3 separate regions of the Pan troglodytes genome follow, and all the other regions are linked to region 2. A link is a contact called in public Hi-C data. All regions are on one chromosome and are shown on one strand. Each heading gives the region's core, a stretch centred on a gene start, on an enhancer-like site or on the middle of the called end of the contact. The rest is flanking DNA. Distances are from core to core; before and after follow the strand shown. Region 1 has its middle 220 kb from the start of C12H12orf75. Region 2 holds the start of NUAK1 (NUAK family kinase 1). Region 3 has its middle 290 kb from the start of C12H12orf75.

Region 1 (5,012 bases), core at 1,284-3,783, 580 kb after region 2:
GAGGTGGGGAAGCCAAGGTGGCATGTGGGGAGTAGGAAGCGGGTACCTGGAGAAGGGAAGGGGTCCTGACCTGGAGGGAGGGAAGTCTGATAAAGTTTATGCTGCCACTCCAGGGGTTCAAACATAAATTGCAGGTTGGTGTAGAGAGCAAATGAGGCCACGTGGTGGCTCATGCCTGTAATCCCGGCATTTTGGGAGGCCGAGGTGGGCAGATCACTTAAGGTCAGGAGTTCGAGACCAACCTGGGCAATATGGTGAAACTCCATCTCTACTAAAAATACAAAAATTAGCCAGGCATGGTGGTGGGCACCCATAATCCCAGCTACTCGGGAGGCTGAGGCACGAGAATTGCTTGAACCCGGGAGGTGGAGGTTGTGGTGAGCCAAGATCATGCCACTGCACTCCAGCCTGGGTGACAGAGTGAGACCCTGTCTCAAAAAAAAAAGAGCAAGTGAGGGAAAAGGGCATCTCAGAGGCTCTGATTTTTGTGTAATGCCTGGTGGTGAGAGAGATGCCTGGAAATATGGTGGCCAGATGCACAGGAGATGGGGACATTCCCACAGGGAGAGGGGGAGCTGAAGACAGCCTCAGTTGCTGCGCTCTTTCCTGACCCCTAATCTGTGAGTCAGATTTCTAGCTCAGGCAGAGACTGGTTGATCCCTCTCCCATGGAGTGGGTTGTCTAAGTGCTCCCCTGGCCACCTGTGTTTAGGCCAGTGGCCATCTGGGAAGCATTCAAAGCCTTGAGGCCACTGAGCAATCTAGAATGCAAATCAGAGACCAAGCAAAGGGGATGGTTGTGGACAAGCAGCCCCCTGGCTCTTGTCCCCAGCACGCCCTGACGCTGGGCTCCTGGGAGAGCAAGACTAGCTCCAAGGTCCACCTGCTGGAGCACTGCTTGGCCTGGCCCAGCCAGGCAGGGCAGAACATTCTAGGGAAAAATCCTCAGGGTCAGCCTCTGAGCTGAGGGAAAGATGGGCCGGCTGCCAAACCTAGCAATCCTGCACACAGATTCCCCCATGCGGCCAGACTTCTAGACACATTATCCTCTAGTTCACCTCATTCATTTATTCATTTACTTCATTATTCATTCAACAAATAGAGCAGAGTCTGCTGCACAACTCAGGCTCTGGAGTCAGGCAAAGCTGTGTTTGCACTGTAGCTGTACCACTTCCTAGCTGTGTGTCCCTGGACAATTACGCAACCTCTGTGTCTCAGTTTTCTCACCTGTTGCAGAGACACAATCATAAAATTATCTCAATGTGTTGTTGTGAAGATTAAATGAGGTAGGGGATTCTGCTCAGAACCTGAGCAAGTAAATACTTTGTAAATGATCACTTTTGTTCTTATTATTGTCATTACTGTTATTATTAGTAATATTATCATTAATTTCAAAAGTGTGAAGGTAGAGGATGCTTCTTCCCCACTCATGACGATTTCTTCTATGTGGGAGATGTCCCACTTCACTCCTGGTTTCTCTCTGTCCCCTGACTTACTCCCCCCAGGGGAGAAGTGGTTTTCTTATTCTGATAAATCTGGAAAGAGAAACTGGGTATGTGCAGCCCAGCCGCGTCTTTTCTCTTTCCCTTGGGAGTGAGACTGCTATCAAGGAGTACGTTCTGCTGCCCCTCCATACACGTCCCACAAAGGCCTGTCCAGAGCTGCTGTGATTGGGAGGTAATATTTGTAGGTTGGGTATTCGATATCAAGAAATCTACCAATGCACAGATATAAGCTCCATTTTCCAGCACCCACTTTATCAGTAACAAAACGGATGCTCCGTTTCCGTCTCCATCTGCCAAGTCTTTTGTTTTACTTTACGAACAGTTCAGAACTCTAGTGAAAAAAAATAGGTGCCATTTATTGGGTACCCTCTCAAATCCCAACAATTGTAAATAATTACATGCATACAAACAGCGGAGATTTGACCACCTGGGTTCAATGAGACAGTGCAAAGGAAGAATTGAATTCAAATCCACAGATTTTTTTTTCTTCTCTTGAATCCCACCAGGATCCTCATAAACATTCCAAATGCTTGATGATCCTGTGATTTCTAACAGAAATTTATAGTTTCATTATGTAAAAGACAAAAAAAGGGCTCCTTGCCCACTTACTCTTCTTGACCTGTGCCCCTCCCTGGAGCCAAGGTTAGCAGTTTTCATGAGTACTGCTTACTTTTTGTTTAGGTCATCTTTTCCTATTGAATTCCAGATCCTTATCCAGGCCCTCATGCAGGAAAGGGCTTCTTTTATGTGGGTTTTTGTTTTTTTTAATGGGCTTCAAGGGCTGAGCTACCTTTGGTAAACTATGTCTTTGGCTCCCTGGTGATCACGAAAAGTTTCATTCGTGTAGGCTGACTCTTGTTTGGAAACGGTGATTGCATGAAGCAGAGAGATTCTGAGATTAGGGGGGCTAGAGCATTCCAGCTCAATAAATCAATCCCTTTTTAATTGTGTCCCTGTCAGCCAACATTCTTCCAGAGACAAGAGGGAAGGGAGCTTGTTAGCAGAGTGATTCCTCACTCCCCTTTGTGTGCTGATCTCATTGTAAATTAGATGGAGCAGCAGCAAGGAGAGCTGTGCTGCACCTCCCAGGTCTGTCCCAGTCACAAGAAAGAAGCCACTGGATCATCAATATGCTTGACACCAACTCGGAACTTTTGAGAAATTTCAACCTGGGTGTCCATCTTTGCATAGAAAACTAAGTTCTAACCCCATTTGGTGAAACTGACCGGCTCACCCTGCATATTTCTAATCGCTTTAAGTTAAAGATCATTAAATCATCGGTTACATTTTCCAAGTTTCCTCCAAAAGTTGCTAAACAATTCAGTTTCTATTAGGCGTCTAAACTTACCTTTCCTCATTGATGTTCATAGCTCTGTTGTTCTAGAAACGGGCTGGGCTGACAGTAGATTTACCCTCACAAGATGAATGAAATCCCTTGTTATTCACAAAACCCAGACATCTGGGCAGTGTTTGTCTTTAAATGTGAATGATCTAGAACCTTCATCTGCTCCTCAAATTTTAACATATATGGAAATCCCTGGGAATCCTGTGACCACGTAGATTCTAATTCAAGATTTCTGAGTGAGGGGCCCAACAGTCCACATTCCTCACAAGCCCTCAGGTGATGCCAGTGCTGCCAGTCCATGGACGAGACTTTGAGTAGTAAGGATCTAGAATCCACTTATACTTTCACCTGAATAACGTTCAAAATCTGTAACACTGTCTCCTTTGTCTGGGCTCTGTAGTCTCGCAGATCTGGACAAGTTACTTAAACCCCATAAGCCTACTTTCTTCATCTGTATCTCATGAGACAATGCATGAAAGTACTTATAATAGTGCCTCGCACAGAGTAGGCACTTAGCAAATGGTACTGTTTAACAGCATCAGAATCAGCATCACCTAGATCAGGGAAAGCTGCAGCCTGCAGCCAAATCTGTCCTGCCACCTGTCTTTAGAAATCATTTTATCAGAACACGGCCATGCTCACTGATTTCCACATTGTCTCTGGCCGTTTTTGCACTACAACGGCAGAGTTGAGAAGCTGCAACAGGGACCTCATGGAGCCCACAGCCTAACATACTTGCTACCTGGCCTCTTACAGAAAAAGTTTGCCAACCTTTGATCTATATCACTTATTCAACATGAAAAATAACTATGGAGCACCTACTGTGTACTGGGCCCTGGAGATAATAAAAAATTCCTTCCCCTGAAAGATCTCAGCATCTAATAAATATTTAATTAATCCATGTGATATCCCCAACACACTCTTGCCTCCAGGCACCCATCTTTAAAATGAAGATCATTACAGCACCCATTTCAGAGTGTTGCCACGTGGGCTTATTGAGTTAATGAATGTTAAATTCTTAGGATATTACCTAGAACACATTAAGTGTTCAATATTAGCCTTTATTATCATTATCCTTATAGGTGTTTTCATGCAAATTTTATACCCACAAAAGAGGTTTATTACTGCTCTTAATAGACATAGAAATTGTTAGCAGGCAGAATCTTGTTCTTATTAATCTGAAGCTGCCCCATGTAGTCAGACCACAGATACCTCCCCATCATCTTCTCCTCAGTCCTCTCTGACAGTCTGGCTCAGGACAGTCCTTAAGTTCAATACAGTAATAATAAAAAAAAAATCACCAGTAACTAATGCTTTCTGAGAGGCAGGTACAGGCACATGTGGAATATATTATTACAATAAATCGCAAGCTATGAGGTAGGCAACTGCTGTTTTCTGCACACACAGATATGGAAACAAAGCCTTCTATAGTCCTTGTAACACAGCTGATGAGTGATAGAGCCAGGATTTGAACCTAGTTGTATGTTAAGAATGGTCTTACTTCAAGACCCACAACACAACCCTTGTACTCTGCTGCAAACATCAGAAAGTGAGTGGGCTGGCAATAAACACCTAAGGTATCCTTGCAAATGGCAGGTATTATTCCAATGCTGAGCAACAAATTTCACACCCACATGAATTGGCAAAAACCTTCCCGGGCCTTTGGTTTGTTGGCAGCAGATAAGGCAGTCACACAATTGCATCGGCATCTGCTGCCAGGAGTGCAAACCAGAAACCAAAGGCAAAGAATGGTCAAAGCTATTCAACAGATGGAGTGGCCTGAGGTAAGAAGCACAGGCTTTGGGGTTTTAATCCTGGTTTGATGAACATACCTTTACCTAAAGCCTTAGTATTGGGCCTGGCCCTGGCCCTGTAAACCCACAGTGAGTGGTAGCTGGGCACATTTTATACAAGGTTATACGATGGGGAGCTTTGAAATCAGAGACCAGGGTTCAAACCCCAGCTCCAGTCATTACTAGCTGTGGTTCCTTGAAGCAAGTTCTTACAAAAGGGGACTCAATTCCTTTTCTGGACAATGTGGCCCATGACAGTGCCAACTTTGTAGAATCATTGTGAAGATCAGTTGACATAAGGAATGTCACATGTGTAGCAGGTACAGTACCACCAAGTAAGCCAACAATAAGTATCATTTGTTTTTGTGTT
Region 2 (4,746 bases), core at 1,443-3,942:
CAATTATAAACGTGGTAGGAATTCAGTCTGGAGAGGAACTCCCAGTGCCTGGGCACGACTGTGTGCTAGGCATTGTACTGGGTGTTTTTCATCCTTCCCATTTAAGGAGACGGAGCATGGCATATATGGAAGGAGAAGGGGGAGCTTTGGAACTGGACAGGTAGGGTTTAAATCCTGGTCCTGCCATTTACAAACTGTGTAACCTCTGGGAAATTACTTAACCTTTCTGATACGGTTTCTTCAATTGAAAATAGGGATTGTAAACAGCTACTTTACAGAGGAGGGTTTACTGTCATAAAACAGTACCAGCCTATGGTAGATGATGCTATTGATTCAATAGATACTGATGAAGTCCCACATATCTGGGAGTAACACTATCAGCCAGAATAAGCCAGGTTATGCTGCTTTAACAAATCCCACTGACTTAAGTGAAGTTTAGTATTTGCTGACACTACTTTTCCAATGCAGATTGGCTGAGATTTTCTGCCATCTTTACACAGAGACTCAGGCTGGCTTGGGGAGGCTCCAACTTTGTACCACCATGATTGTCAAGATAGGAAAAAGAAGACACGGGGATTTGCTCACTGGATCCTAAAGGTTCCAGGTGAAAGCAACACAGTCACTTCTGCTCTCATTCCATTGGCCTAAGCAAGTCCTATGGGCTCATCTAACTTCAAGAGGATGGGGTAGTGGATTTCTACCACATCGCAGGGGAGGGAAAGAAGTAGAAAATATTTTAAAATACTACTGTAGACACAATGTATTTATCTCTACAATAGATCTGCTAATCCATATCTTAAAGAGAAAACCGAAGCTCTGAGAGGTTATGTCATTTGACCAAGGCCACACAGCCAATCCTCTGGGAAGCCAGGACTCAACCTGCATGCCACTCATCCTGACTGTTGGATCTATAGGCACAACGTCCACAAACTTTGGATAGAAGCAGAACAGTTACAGGATGGGGGGCAGGGAGGCCCTGCAAATGCGGTGGACAGAATAGGAATTGAATAGGCATGATGCGCCTTTGTGTTTGTGTTCTGTGATTGCTCCTGGGGAAGGGAAGAAGGGGCAGGGGAGTTTGTGTGAAATATCAGTAGAAGAAAAGTTTGGACAGGTAAGAATATCACGCGTCAGAGTACAGCAGAGACACGTGTGGAGGATGAGGGCAGTGTTTCAGGCCATTACTCTGGCAGCAGTGAGGAGGCTCCCGGGGAGGGTTGGGGAGAGCGGGCTGTTGCAGGAGTCCGGGGTAAGGTGACCAGGGGCAGACAGCAATGAAGGCGGCGGGAATGTAGAGGAAGGGCTGGACCTGAGAGCTGCAGAGGAGGCCCCAGTGAGGTCCACTGGTGGAAAAGAACCGCCATGCGATCTGCAGAACACCAAACCTTCTTCAGCCTTCACTCTTCCCACCCCAGTCTGGTACATTGCACCACTTGTTAAAAAAAAAAAATTTCCCTAAGATCTCTTTTTCTCTAGCCTTCTTCCTTATTTTTCATGGTCTCTTCTTAGAACGGCGGCAGCCACGCCGCGGTGGGAGGCCCTTCCTGCCTGACCCTTACCGTGCGGGGTACCGTTCCTGTCACCATCGCCAGGATCTGGCCCTTCCAGTGAAAGGAAATCTCCCAAGGCCTAAAGAGGCAAGAGGCCTGCAAATCGCCTCCTGCTCAGCAAACGGGTTGCTCAGCAGGCCCGGGGTCCTGGTCCACCCCAGGTCCCTGGTTTGCCCACCTCCGATGGCGGCCTTCGCTGGCAGGGTGGGCGCCTCTGGGGAGCCAGCTCCGTCCCGGCGCCTTTAGAGCCCCATCTCTTCCACGTCCCTGGCCTTCCTCCCCTTCCAGGCGGCTGTCCCCGCCGGGGTCCAGATGGTGTCGGAGGGCCGGCGGTTCGACGGCGGGCCCGGGGTTCAGCCTCCCGGCCTCCCTCCGTCCCTGACTCTCCTTTCTTCGGAGAGGGCGCGGGGGCCGGGACCAAAGCGCCGCTCTTGGGGTTCTCCTGGACTCGGAGTTGCCCCAGGCGGGCGCAGCTCTGCCCCGCGGGGTGCCAGCCTCGGCGGGCAAGGTCCGTGAGTCACCGCCTGTAACCGAACACCAGGCCTCCCTGCCCCCTCCCCCAGCTCCGGCCGCCAGGCCGCGGCGACACCTACAAGAAAATGAAGGGGCGCCCAGGCCCGCGGCGGCCCCGGCCGTATCGCGAGCAGGTCCCGGCGGCCCCCGGCTCGCGGCGCTCTTTCTTCCCCGGCCCCGGGGCTCGGCCAGCCGCAACCGCCGCCCCGGCGCCAGCAGGAATCCAGGCCGAGCGACCGGCCCCGGAGCCCGAGGCGGCGGAGGGCCCGCGGTAGCTGCGACTGGCGAGCCCGAGAGCGCCCGGGGAGGGGGCGCCCAGCTTGGAATTTCCCGGTCCCTTCCGGCCCAGCGAGGACAAAGCACTCCTGGCCGCCGCCGCCGCCGCCGTGGCCTACGCCGCGCCGCACAAAGGGCGAGTCGCGACACGCTCCCATCCCCCTCCCAGCTCACGGCGGCCCCGGCCCCGGGTGGCTGCAGGGAGGTGGGGGAAGCCCTGGCTGCACCGCCCCTCGCTCCCCCTCCCCTGGGGCCGCGCGAGCGCCGCCCCCGCCCCGTCTGCGCGTCCTCCCGGGGAGGGGTTGGGGGGCGCGGCGCCCCACATAACACTCCCCCTCCTGCGCTGCGAGCCACCCTCTCCCCTCCCTCCTGCAAACACCACCGCCTCCCCTGCCACCGCCGCCACCTCGCCCGACGCTCCACAGCTCGCCGCGGCCGGGGGGCGGTGCGCGGACCGTGCGCGCCGCGGGCGCCAGATGTGCAGTCCCCGCCGCCGCCAGTGACCGAGCCGCAGTCCGAGCGGTATCGGGCCGTCTCCCTGATGCTGCGGGGGCGACCTTGAGCGTACAGCGGCTTCCCTCGGTGGGGACCCCGACACCCCAGCGCTGTGCCCGGTCTTGCCCTCTGTAGCCCGGCTCGCCCCGCGCTTGGACATGGAAGGGGCCGCCGCGCCTGTGGCGGGGGACCGCCCCGACTTGGGGCTGGGGGCGCCGGGCTCTCCCCGAGAGGCGGTGGCGGGGGCGACAGCAGCCCTGGAGCCCAGGAAGCCGCACGGGGTGAAGCGGCATCACCACAAGCACAACTTGAAGCACCGCTACGAGCTGCAGGAGACCCTGGGCAAAGGCACCTACGGCAAAGTCAAGCGGGCCACCGAGAGGTTTTCTGGCCGAGTGGTGAGTGGGGCAATCCTGGAGGGTGCGGGGGGCGCTGGGTGGACGCGGCCGGGGACTGAGGGCGTGCGAGGCGGGGGTCTGTGCGCCCTGGGGGTCTCTTGACAGAGAGGGGGCTCATTGGGAAGCCCCGAGACAGACTCCTCACTCTTTCTCCAGCACCCCGTGACTCAGGCGTGTCTCTGTCCTGAAACACTTGTTACATCCTGTCTGCACATATTTTATTTTATTTTTTGGTTTGTTTTTAAAAATTTAATCCTAGCAGCAAAGGAATGTTTTAGATTTGCAAACACTTTGCAGCGTTGGGACGGCCGGGGTCTCTCTCCCTCGCAGGCACACATTTAGACCATGCCCCGAAACGCCTTATTTCCACAACTCTCCAAAGAACCGCATTCCCAGCTAGGAGCTAGCCCCTCAAGTCCGGTGTTTTGTAGGTGTCCCTACCCCCTTCCACCCATCTGCCCGCAGCTCCTTGCTCTGCATCCTCCCACTCAGACTCTGCATCGCCCTGATACTGCTGTGACTGCAAGGGAGGGCGACTCTTGCCTGTTTTTGAGACAAGGTTAGGGAGCAAAAATAAAGACTACTGCAAGCCTGAGGATTCTAACAGTTTGCATCATGGCTTTGGGAGGACCGAAATGTCCAGGGCATGGGTAGCTACAGAGATAGCTGTGCTTAGTTGCAGCAGGCTCAGTTGTGTTTCAGCTCCTGGTTGCAGGGCTACCAAACCGCTGAAGGGGTCTGGCCCCGCTGCTCTTGTGACAGCTGACACCCTGCCAGGGTCCTGGCACCATTTGCACAGCTCCAAGGAGTGCTTTGAGTGCCTTGGGGTCTGTCTGCCTTGTCCCAGCCTTGGTTTGTTGTTATTTTCACTTCTGCAGAACAGGCCCTTGAAATCCACACTGCTTGTGGCTAGAGAGTTGGGTTCAAAGTGACTGACTCTTGCAGAAAGATTTTGTGTGGTGTGTGGCAGAAAATTAACATGGTTCTTTGATTTGAAGCAGATCAGATGTATTCTAATCGATTTAGGGCCAAAGTCAGAAACTGATTATGGGACTCCTTGTGTGCACTTTTGGGGGTGTTTTGGAGGCTCAGGTTTGCTTATAAACAACAAATGACTGCAGGGAAAAAGGAAAATGAGCTGTCAAATAAAATAGCAGCTTAGTATTGACATGTTTCTTTTGCATTTCGGCAGGAACAGTTCTGTGAAAAAAAATGGGGGTGCCAGTCAGCAAAGTTCAGTCCCCAAATTCTCAAATATCTGGATACCCGGATAACGCCCTCCCAACCCATTTCTCAGATTTGATGTTTGGGTCTATATAACTTCGTCCCATAACGTTATTTTAAAAAAATCTGTTATCAATTAATTGGAAATTTGAGATGGCGTACATTTCTTTTTAAAGCTGGCTCTGTAATAAATTCTACAGCAAGCAAGTAGTTGAGAATTCACTCTGGGCAGGTGCCATTTTCGTAGGATGAAATTGTTAAAGGGGAGGGTTGTAAGGGTGGCCTCTGAT
Region 3 (5,105 bases), core at 1,650-4,149, 510 kb after region 2:
TGTGCTCATACACATTGTCTTATTTGATCTTCCAACTTTTTCTGATGCATGTGTGGTATCTGTTATTCCTATTAAATCCATTTTTTACAGTTAAAGCTTGGAGAAGTTACTACCAATAAGTGGAAAATTAGGATTTTGATCCAGATATTTCAAATCTAAATCCTATTTCCCTGAGGCTCACCAGGCTGCTGAAAGCAGTTGTATATATAGATAAGGTAAAATATTTACTCCAAGACTAGAATGAGTAATTGAGTATCAAATGGAAATGGGCAGCGCTATTGGATGTTCATGTTCACATAAGGTGAGATTGAACTGATTGGAAATACACCTGTGTGTGCAGTGTGCATATGATGTTTGCATATATGAATATATTTTATATATGTACACATACATATATATGTGTTTGTGTTTGCATTATACTTGGGACTATACATATATGCAGTTGGGCAAATCTTAAAATAAGCGTGAAGATATCATAAGCTGATTTAATGGAGCAGAAACGAATGAGAGAAATTTGGGAGAAGAATCAGAGAGCAAAAAGGAAAGATTAGAAGTGAAAAATGAGAAATGCTTCCTGCTGCCAGTCAGTCCATCTGGATCTAAAGAGTCTAGCACTCAAATCACTGTTACCTCCACACCCATAGCAGAGCTCATTCATTGATCAGGGCAATCTTTCCCATTAGCTTGGATACAACCACAGAGTACACCCCAAAAGTGCCCCAAGCAGCCATTACCAACAGATCAGAGAGCACTTGCAAAGCCTCTCCAACACTGCCCTGGGAGGCACTCACTGACTTTACTCTCAACAGTATTTTAAATTGAACTCAGTGGACTACAAGGACCTCCCATTTAGATTCATTCATTCAATCAGTCATTGAGCAGTTAATATGCCCTTTTCTAAAGCTAGTTTCTCCTTTTCTGGGTCTTAACTTACATACCACCTCCTCAAGGAAACTGCTTCCTGATCCTGTTTATGGTACAGTGGTCGTCCCATTTCATTATCTCAGCACCTGTTTTCTTTCTTTTTCACTTTTTTTTGGGGGGGAGGGTACTGTGTTTTCTGTCTCCCTCACTAGTCTGAAACAGAGGATGTGCATGTCACAAGCTCCGTTGTATTTTTGGCCAGTACTCAGCACATAGTATGTGTTGAATAAGTACTGATTCAATGATTGAATTAGCAGATGAAGTAATGAATAAATACTCAGTGCTTGACCTCAATTGGCTCACAGTCAAGGGCAAGAAGTTTTTTGTTTTGTTTTGTTTGTTGTTGTTTTTGTTTTTTTAGAGATGGTGTCTTGCTCTGTCACCCAGGCTGGAGTGCAATGGTGCGATTTCAGCTCACTGCAACCTCTGCCTCCCAGGTTCAAGCAATTCTCCTGCCTCGGCCTCCCAAGTAGCTGAAATTACAGGTGTGTGCCACCACACCTGGCTAATTTCTGTATTTTTAGTAGAGACGGGGTTTCGCCATGTTGGCCAGGCTGGTCTCAAACTCCTGACCTCAGGTGATCCACCTGCTTCAGCCTCCCAAAGTGCTGGGATTACAGGCGTGAGCCACCGCGCCCGGCCAAGAGGTTCTTATGCATACAGATAAATGACACTTTCAACACCGTCAACAAGCTCAGGGAGCACACTGAGCAGAGGATTTTGAGAGAACAAAAAGAGGACAGCTGGAAGGCTTTCCAAAGAGATGATGCTTGAAGGATGTGTAGGGAGAAGCAAAGCAAAGAAGTGAAAAAGGATATTCAAGTCCAGAGGCAAATTTAAAACTATGGCATTGAAGATGAGCTATGCTTGAGTGAGGCTGAAACAGAGGAAGCCACAGTGGGGTGAGGATGGACTAGTGGCCAGTTGGGAGGGTACTAAGGCAGAGGGGCCACACCAAGGAGGGCTACCAGCTGCTTGTTTTTTCTCTCCCCTCTTGCCAGCTCCCACCTTTCCTCCCCTTGAACTGTCTGGCCAGGAATCCCATTCATTTTCGCAACGAACTTGCTGCTCTTTGGTAGACAGCCTAAGCCCAGAAATGGAGTAAGATTATCTTTGTGTTTATTTTAGTCTCACTTTAAGGATCTTATCTCTAGCAAATCCCCCATTATGGTTCACCATAGCGAGACACATAGGAAGAGCCACTTTTGCAAAAAATAAAGGTCCAATGATTTTCCCCAACCCCATTAAACTGTCATGAAGTTATGCTTTATTTACCAATGCAGATTCATTGCTTGCAGTCCATGGGCCCCAAGGCAGGAGGACAGAAATGAAATCCTGAGGTATACAATCGTTGTGGTGTCTGGACTTTGGGGGAAAATTTTTCAGGGTTTTATGAAGAATTAGCTTTCATACTAAACTTTATTAAACTTTATCACTGAATTCTTTCCCTTTGGAAAGGGCTTTTCAGCTATTAAGCCTGGAGAACAGCCCACATCGGATTAATTCCAAATGAAATGTAGTGGAGGATCTGGAATCCTCTGAGCACAGACACATAAGTCTCATTAAATGTGTATAGATGCTCACAACAAAGCCCAGCTCAATTATACCCTGAGAACGGCGCTCAGAGAGACTGACAGGGTTGAGGCCTGGCCAGGGGTCTCCCGGGCACACACAAAGAAGCTTCAGGAAGAATGCAAGCATCACTCTCCCCCATGAAATTTTCTTTGGCTAATTGTAAAGGAAAAATTACTTGGAAGTGCCAATTAGCCTCACTTCTTTTTGTCCATTTTAATTTCATTCCCCTTATCAAATCAAGATCTGTGACAGCTTAATCCGAACTCAAACTCTCGGTCAAATATTTAGAGGCCAAAAGTGGTGAAGAAAAATTCCAAGTGAAACCCCAGGCTGGGACCCAAGTAGAGAACTCATTCACCTTGATGAAATAATTGCATTGCTAATACCTTGAAAGAAAGAAAATTATTTTCTCAGACAAAAAGAGCTGACCTCCCACTTTCACCCCCTACGCTCTTCCTGAGAAGCAGAAATCATCAATCCTCAACTGGCAGCAATAGAGAACAAATATTTGGGGTCTCTGTTTTGGTCTTGGGGCTTGGTTGATTTGGGTCCTATTTTCAACAGCACTTTTTCCTTAAAATGTAGCAAATATTACACAGCTAATAGGAAATCTACTTATTCTTTTCACAGGCCAAATAAGCTTGGAGAACATACATTCTTAAGGCGTGTGAAGTTTGCTTTTGGCACAGAAAGTGATCCAGAAAGTCATGCAGAGAGGGCAGGACTACATGGTTGAGAGCTTCTTGGAGGCAGAATGAATCAAGAAAAGGTTCTTTAGCTAAATAATTACTGAGACCTTTGTGGACACTAAATAAATGGTACCTATTAGCATATGTCTTTAACTCCCAGACCTACAACTTTTTCCTGTTTTAATCTTTCTGGAATTTCAGTATGTCTTGTCATTAAAATGTTCATTGATTTAGTGTAGTAGTGTTTCTTTTCTTTCTGAAAAGCTATTATTAAATTGAGAGTGAATCTTGTAATAGATTATACCTGATTATTAAAGAAATATCATTATTAATACTGTCATAGTTGTTATTATCATTATTTAAAGTTAAGACATGACACAGAGAGATATCTCATGGGAGGGGACTTTGATGAATTAGTAAATGGACAATTAAATGACCAGGAAGGACCTCGAGTACAATGTTTAGGAATTTGTAAATTTGTGGTCTGCAATGTTTGATGCTTTCTGAGCAAGGGAGTGGCACACCTACAGACATTTATAGTAGTGATATGGAAGGCAGAACAGAAGAATGAGATGCTGGAGAAAAAAAGAACAAAGACTATAAAAATTGTCCTGATGAAAGCTATGAGAACCTGAGCTACAGTAATATCAGTGTTCAGACAAAGAGACGTGGCAAGGCTTGTGGGATTTTTGGAAGATAGAAAGATCATAATTTGATGACCCACTGATGTTCACAGCCTGCCTTGATTTCCCATTTCACACATAAGTGAGTCTCCTTATGTAGTATAAAGATCAAAATGCACAATCTGACTGGGGCTCCAGGCCATGAGTCTGGCACACATTTTACATTTTAAAAGCCCTGTGTTCGGCAACTCACACTAAATCTCTCAACCATCCAACCTGGGACTCATAGAGCACAGCAGGTATGCCAACACATGAGACATCCTTGAGGCCAGAGAGAAATGGTTGCTCATGAGGCAGGGAAAAATCTTTAAGGTATTATTGCTGTGTCACAAGGAGGAGATAGCTAGAATGATATGTAGAAAGCTCTGCCTCCACTTAAACCTCACCAAGGATAAGATCACATCTGAAGTTGAGATAAGTTTTCAACTCTCAAGGAATTAATTATATAGACCTAAACTACAGTAGAAAAAAATCACTCCATGGTTTAATGTGCATTTCAAATAAAATTCAGATACATAGAATGATACGTAGAGGACTCTGCCTCCACCAAAACCTGATAAATGAATTCAGTAAAGTTGCAAGATACCAAATCAACATGCAAAAATCAGTGGCATTTCCACAAGCCAGAAGTGAACAATCTGAAAAATAAACCAAGAAAGCAATCTCATTTACAATAGCTACAAAAAATACCTAGGAATCAATTTAACCAAAAAGGTGAAAGATCTCTACAAGGAAAACTATAAAACATTGATGAAAGAAATTGAAAAGGACAAAAAAAAATGGAAAGATACTTCACATTTATGGATTGGAAGAATCAACATTGTTAAAATGTTTATACTACCCAAAGTGATCTGCAGATTCAATGCTATCCCTATCAAAATCCCAATGACATTCTTTACAGAAATAGAAAAGAAAATTCTAAAATTTATATGGAACTACAGAAGACCCAGAGTAGTCACAGCAATCCTGAGTAAAGAGAACAAAGCTGGAGGCATCACATTACCTGAATTCAAATTATACTACAAAGCTATAGTAACCAAAACAGTATAATACTGTCATAAAATCAGACACATAGACCAATGGAGCAGAATATAACACCCAGAAACAAATCCATACATCTACAGTGAACTCATTTTTTTAAAAGGGTGCCAAGAACCTACATTAAGGAAGCGACAGTCTCTGCAACAAATGGTGTTGGAAAAACTGGATATCCATATGCAGTAGAATGAAAGTA

What was found. A called contact is a pair of places that touch in the nucleus more often than the background predicts.
Region 1: a contact with region 2 is called in a Hi-C map of stem cell-derived neural progenitor cells, with 2.5 times the contacts expected there. The contact joins the enhancer-like site here to the promoter of NUAK1 in region 2. A contact is called at or near these places in 1 of 7 Hi-C or Micro-C datasets (stem cell-derived neural progenitor cells) and 1 of 1 datasets of contacts at active chromatin or transcription factors (stem cell-derived excitatory neurons).
Region 3: a Hi-C map of stem cell-derived neural progenitor cells shows a contact between it and region 2, with 2.6 times the contacts expected there. The contact joins the enhancer-like site here to the promoter of NUAK1 in region 2. A contact is called at or near these places in 1 of 7 Hi-C or Micro-C datasets (stem cell-derived neural progenitor cells) and 1 of 1 datasets of contacts at active chromatin or transcription factors (stem cell-derived excitatory neurons).

Annotation. Positions count from the first base shown.
Region 1 is chr10:112,369,867-112,374,878 of NHGRI_mPanTro3-v2.0_pri, reverse strand. No RefSeq gene overlaps it. Among named protein-coding and RNA genes, the nearest start is that of C12H12orf75, 220 kb to the right of the region's middle. Within about 2 kb of position 2,533, at least 5 of the 24 cell types and tissues checked have an H3K27ac peak or open chromatin away from gene starts, as enhancers often do. A contact at or near this core is called in stem cell-derived neural progenitor cells, where this site is marked.
Region 2 is chr10:112,952,080-112,956,825 of NHGRI_mPanTro3-v2.0_pri, reverse strand. It overlaps NUAK1 (NUAK family kinase 1), which reads left to right and starts at 2,692. Exons shown (of 7, transcript XM_001161041.7): 1 at 2,692-3,232. The coding sequence starts at 2,993.
Region 3 is chr10:112,439,080-112,444,184 of NHGRI_mPanTro3-v2.0_pri, reverse strand. No RefSeq gene overlaps it. Among named protein-coding and RNA genes, the nearest start is that of C12H12orf75, 290 kb to the right of the region's middle. Within about 2 kb of position 2,899, at least 4 of the 24 cell types and tissues checked have an H3K27ac peak or open chromatin away from gene starts, as enhancers often do. A contact at or near this core is called in stem cell-derived neural progenitor cells, where this site is marked.